2 separate regions of the Triticum aestivum genome follow, and region 2 is linked to region 1. Evidence: chromatin contacts called from public Hi-C data. All regions are on one chromosome and are shown on one strand. Each heading gives the region's core, a stretch centred on a gene start, on an enhancer-like site or on the middle of the called end of the contact. The rest is flanking DNA. Distances are from core to core; before and after follow the strand shown.

What was found. Hi-C and Micro-C count contacts between places; a contact is called where the count stands out from the background.
Region 2: a Hi-C map of leaf shows a contact between it and region 1, with 5 times the contacts expected there. The contact joins the promoter of LOC123157788 here to the promoter of LOC123160267 in region 1. A contact is called at or near these places in 3 of 5 Hi-C or Micro-C datasets (all in leaf).

The regions. Positions count from the first base shown.
Region 1 is chr7B:285,379,032-285,381,877 of IWGSC CS RefSeq v2.1, reverse strand. LOC123160267 (peptidyl-prolyl cis-trans isomerase CYP18-2) reads left to right here and starts at 1,427. Exons shown (of 6, transcript XM_044578070.1): 1 at 1,427-1,680; 2 at 1,775-1,870; 3 at 1,977-2,038; 4 at 2,371-2,504. The coding sequence starts at 1,609.
Region 2 is chr7B:286,160,418-286,163,263 of IWGSC CS RefSeq v2.1, reverse strand. LOC123157788 reads right to left here and starts at 1,484. Exons shown (of 2, transcript XM_044575989.1): 1 at 1-1,484.

The sequences.
Region 1 (2,846 bases), core at 178-2,677:
TGAAGGTCATGGTGCTTCTCAAAATGCATTGGGTGCTATGATTTGTCTCATCATTTTATCTTCCGAGCAAAATTAGACTGGATGGAGAGATGCACATCATGAATGCATGTACCCGTAAATTCAGTTGGGGAATGACAAGTTCCGCAGACACCTGTCATAAACTCATCATGCAATCCAGCCATTTTTCTTTCTGATTTATTTGCCTTGAAAAATTGTAATGGTTGATTCTCTATTTCTAAGTCGGTTTTTTGTGTGTGGATTTTTTTTACAGCCGCGTTGGTTATTATGAGATGGACGTGGTATTACCGAAATATGGCAGGGTATGAGGGCGCGTGTGCGCGTCGCGTCTTCCTTTCTGATTTGTCTATTTGATCAAACACATGTCCTCTCCCCTTGTATTGAGTGGTGGTTGGTCAGTGTATGGATAGAGGGTTGGGATTGATTTGATACGTGCATGTGTGTCTTCCAGTGTTTTCTCGGCGGCGGATTAGTACAGATGATTACAGTTTTCCCTTTTTTTTAGATTGTTTCTTATCTTCCTCTTAATTTATGGGTCGAATCTTCTCTGGTATATTCCCTGGAATACTCAAGATGCATATCTCAATCACACTGTCCCCCGCCCCCATCGACTAAGAATAACTCCAATAAATTTAACCAAGCCTATAGAACTGTCTGACTTAGTATCATGAAAATGATGATATTTTTATTCTTGTAATGTGGTATATGTACTTCACCGAATAAATCTATGTTCTGTTTCACTAGACATGATTTATCCATTAGTGCAGTTTTTACATCTCCATATCATGCATTCCATCGTTGTTGTCTTCCAAAGAACAGTACTTTTATATTTACATCACACCAATCTTCTACACTAGAAAAATCCGCTCGCAAGTTTAACTCTCTACAAAAAATACAGTCATTTTTGGTACTCCCTAAAAAAATTGTACTTCCATTACGTTCTTATGACACACTAAAGAACAGGAAACTGGGTTGTATTTTTTCCCAAATTACACAATACCATTCCTATTAAAACATTTCAACCTTTCTAGCCAACATCTTTACTTACAATTTATAGTCTACGTAATATTTTAGGCTTGAACCTCTTTTCGGCCCATCTGAAAAAATAAACACCAAATATTTCAAAAGACATGTGCACATTCTACAGTGAAAATACACAAAAACCAAGCCAAAAAATAGCACATACACACGTGTCGTATCGACGGGGGCGGCATGCCGCCGCGCGGGTATGGCTAGTAGGTTTACTTTTTTTTTGAGAGCAAGGATAGTTCTTTTTTTTTTGAGAACTAGCAAGGCTAGTTTTTTTTTTGAGAACTAGCAAGGCTAGTAGGTTTACTAGAAGAAGAAGCAGCAGCAGCCGCCGCCTCGTATTGGGCCGAGGCTTCGAGTTTTTCCCCTTTTGCAACGAACGCCTTTTTAGTTGGGCTCTTGAAGCTTTGCGGTCTCTGGGGTTTTCTCTGTTGGTAGGCCGGACCCAGTACTTTTCTCCATCGTGCCGCCAGTCCACTCGCCGCCGCCGTCCCCCTCTCGCTCCCTCTCCCTTTGTCGCGCCGCCGCCACCTCTCTTGTCTCGCCTGTTGCTACCTCAAGATGTGGGGCGGCGACGACGGAGGGACTCCGGAGGTCACCCTGGAGACCTCCATGGGATCCTTCACCGTCGAGGTACGGGAAGCCGGAAATTTCTCCTCCCTTCTTCTTCGCGTTGCTGGTGCTGACAGTTGGGTCGATTTTGTTGCTACGTGCTCCAACCCGGCAGATGTACCACAAGCACGCGCCCAAGACCTGCAGGAACTTCGTCGAGCTCGCGCGCCGCAAATACTACGACAACGTCGTCTTCCACCGCATCATCAAGGTCCGTAGTCACTTTCCCTCCATGCTCCCTTCTCGTCTGGCACGCAGGTTCTCTACGCCTGCTCCATTGGGCGAGCGGTGTTCCTTATCCGGTGGTGTTGATGCAGGATTTCATCGTGCAAGGTGGGGATCCTAGTGGAACAGGCAGGGGCGGCGAATCCATCTACGGGTGAGTACCAAATCCATTCCATCTTAAAATAGCTTTGTCTTTCTTCTCGGGTCGAGGTTATTCAAGTGTCACTCTAGGCTAGAGGAAGCTCGTTAATGCTGTTTACCGTTTAATCTGGATAAGTGTTAAGGCTGTGTTACAAATTAGCAATTGTGTAGCAATATCTCGGTTGCTGTTATATATAGCATTGTTTTTGGCCTGCCGGAATTTGTTGCTTGGCAAGAAGCTAAATATGTGTATTGTTCATCAGCCATAGGTTGGCAGTGTGAGGGTTGATTCGTTGTTGTTTGGATCCTAAGGTTGGTATATGGACATTGTTGCTTCCTTTGCAGAGCAAAATTTGAGGACGAGATAAAGCCAGAGCTGAAGCACACCGGGGCTGGGATTCTATCAATGGCAAACGCTGGTCCGAATACAAACGGAAGCCAGTTCTTCATCACTCTTGCACCTTGTCAATCACTGGATGGTGAGACTAGCATTTCAAAACTCCACCCTATGTTGTTGTTCTTGCCTGTTTGCTTTATTGGACCAGGGTTTGGGTTTTCCCCATGCCCCTCGAATTCGTTCCACACACATGGATTCGTCGATAGCTTTTTTCTGGTTCAACTGGAAACTTGGCAATGATAAGTGCCACTCGTCAGGTGCGTGGCACTCCGGCGCTGACGTTTTTCAATGGCAATTCCAGTCACACAAGGATGGCAAATTCCAGTGACACACGGCAAGTTTCTGTTAAAAATAAACCGAAGCACGAAAGTTGCTATGCGTGCCAACTAAAGTTGTCATCCTCACGTAACTAAACTTTTCATAA
Region 2 (2,846 bases), core at 235-2,734, 780 kb before region 1:
ATCAAGGCGCTCAAGAGTTGGCTTTGAAGTGTAGCGCCTATTGGTCCATGTATATGCTGGACCACTATACCCGAGATCTATGAAACCACATTGTTTAACCAACACACAGAATGCACGCATACGATATATATTAACATTGGGAGAACTCTTATCTGCATCATAGAGAATATCGTTAATATCTCCCATACATAAGATAGGCTTGCCTTGATTATCATTGACAAATGAGGTAATCCGGTCCCAGATCTGACAAGTTTCACGATGATACAGATCACCATAAATACAAACTAACGCAAAAGTTATGTTAGAGGCTATATTAAGAACAGATGCAAGGATGACATGGAAATCAACATACTGAACTTGAACTTTAACCTCATCAGTCCACATCAACCAAAGACCTCCGGATCTTCCTTTAGATGGCACAACTATACTGTCTACTATGTCAAACCGGTTGATAAGATCAACAGTGTTAATTTTAGATGATTTTATCTCAGACACAAAAGTTACCTGAGCACTCGTTGATCTCATCAAATTGGCCAGGTATGTCATCTTTTCACTACCTAGGCCATTTCCTTTGCCTCGGCAATTCCAGGCAATAAGCTTCATAATCTCCTCTGTAGGCAAATTGAGATTACACTGGCACAAGCACGCACTTAACAAACTTCAGAAAGGATCAGAGTGCAGCAGTAAAAAAAAAGATAAGGTAGCAGCCTGTGCTTTTATAGCAGTGAGGGTCAGGAAGCTAATTAGTTGCAGGCACTCAGATGGGTGTAGCGAAGACGAGATCCTAAGAACAAGGGAGCAGGTGTCGCGCTTACGAAGAACTAGGCAGACAGGGGAGGCGAGGCTATGGTGACAACCCAGTCCAGAAACAAAATTAGATCCAATTAGAGCAACTACTAGGTGCTACGCGAGCTCAGATCTGAGCGGAATCGAGAGAAGAGAATAGGAAAAATCCCTCCAACTGGATCTGAGCGAGATTGATTAGAGCAAAGGGGATTTCTGTGATGTGAGAGAATCGAGTGGATGTGGCTGGGGATATTAGAGTTGGAGATGGAGATCAGTAATGGAGGAATCAAAAGGCAAGATCGGGATGAACAAGAATGGCATGTCGCCAATCTCCGGCAAATCGCCAAGTCGCCACTTAGGCAGTCTCCAGAAAGATCTCACCGGGTTTGTCCAGTCCAACTCTATCGGGCTGGCCATCCGGATCAAGCCTGATCGATCCCCTCGCAAAGCTTGTCACGGGCCCTCGTCCTCGCATGGCCCCACACACCGCCCATCCTCTTCCTCGCTATCTCTTGCTCCTTTTCAATCGCCATTCTCTCAACCCTCGTAAATTCAACGTCGTGCACTTTGTTGGGTGCCTGACAAAACAAACACCGCCACAGCCGCCTGCACCACCGCGTGTGCGTCAAGGGACGACCTTGGGCTGTCTGAGTACTTGTTAGAGTATATCTCCGTGTATATTTGATGTATAGGAATATCTGAACCTACCTGATTTGGTATGATTTGGTTGAGATTTTCCTTGGCCTTCAAGGCATGTAACCTGCATGTATTCCTATATATATCTAACACGAAGGCCGCCCCAGATGTGACGTATTTTGCCTAATCTCTCTTGTTCATTTGGTATCAGATTTTTTTTTCGTGAATACGTAATGCGTATCATTCATTAAAAAAGGGGAGAGTGTTGTTACAAGGAATTGGGGTAGGAGCACTAGGGCACTACGTACACAAGTGGAATGGCGAAGATCCTAGTCCGAGCATGAGAGAAAATGGGTATGCTCAGCCCCAAGCAGTCCGCGGTGGCTACGGTGTGATGGTGGCGAGACCGGTGGCCCCCGCCTTGGCCCAGGAACATGCTTCCTCCTTGATGTCATGTAGAAGCCGAGAGGTGGAAGGGTGGTGCCGTCGAAGACACAAGAATTCCGGTGCTTCCAGATGAGCCAGTCTACCAGGAGTATGAGCGAGGCGATCCCTTTCTGGTGTGTCGCCGGTGCTCTAGATGTCATGGCATGCCACTAGCCCAAAAAGCACACATTGGGCGCCGAAGCTAGTGCCTGGGGGTAGCACCATCTGAAGCAGTCATGCCACACCTGGCACGAGAATGGGCAGACGACTAGGAGGTGCTCCATGGTCTCGGCTTCCTAACCGCGGAATAGACACATGGCATGGTGCGGGAGATCATGCCGAGCTAGACGAGCAGCGGTCCAACATCTGTCTTGGAGCGCTAGCCAGGCGAAGAACTTGACATGGAGGGGCGCCCAGCTCCGCCATGCGAGTTGCCAGTGTGGCGCGCGTATAGACCCAGCTATACCTGGCCATAGGCCGGGCCGGGCCGGGCCTTAAAAAGCCCACAGCAAAAAACTGAGGCCCAGGCCCTCCCAAGCCCTACCATCGGGCCTACTTTTCAAGCCCAAGCCCGACCCATCTTGTAAAAAGCCCTAAAAAGCCCTTAGGGCTTAGGGACATGGCCGGGCCTCTTCCTTAAATTGCTAATATGCCAAGCCCAAGCCCGTCCAGGCCTTGCTGGTGGGCTCAAAACTCAGGCCCAAGCCCGGCCCACGGGCAAGCCCATCGGGCCTAGGCCTTGGATTTTAGGGCCGGGCCTGGGTGGGCCGACAGGGTCGGGCCAGAGATGGACAGGACTAGACCCGGCGAAGAGGGCCGAGTAGCATGATTTTGTGGAGTAGGTCCCGCTCTTAGTCCAACGCCTGCGGAGGCGGTCTGGCTGATCCGAGAGGGTGATGTGCTGAAGGTGGCGCACATATTCCACCATGGCCCGCGGCGTCAGAGCTTCCTGGATGTGCCTGATCCAAGCGCGATTGGCGAGCCCCTCGGCCACAGTA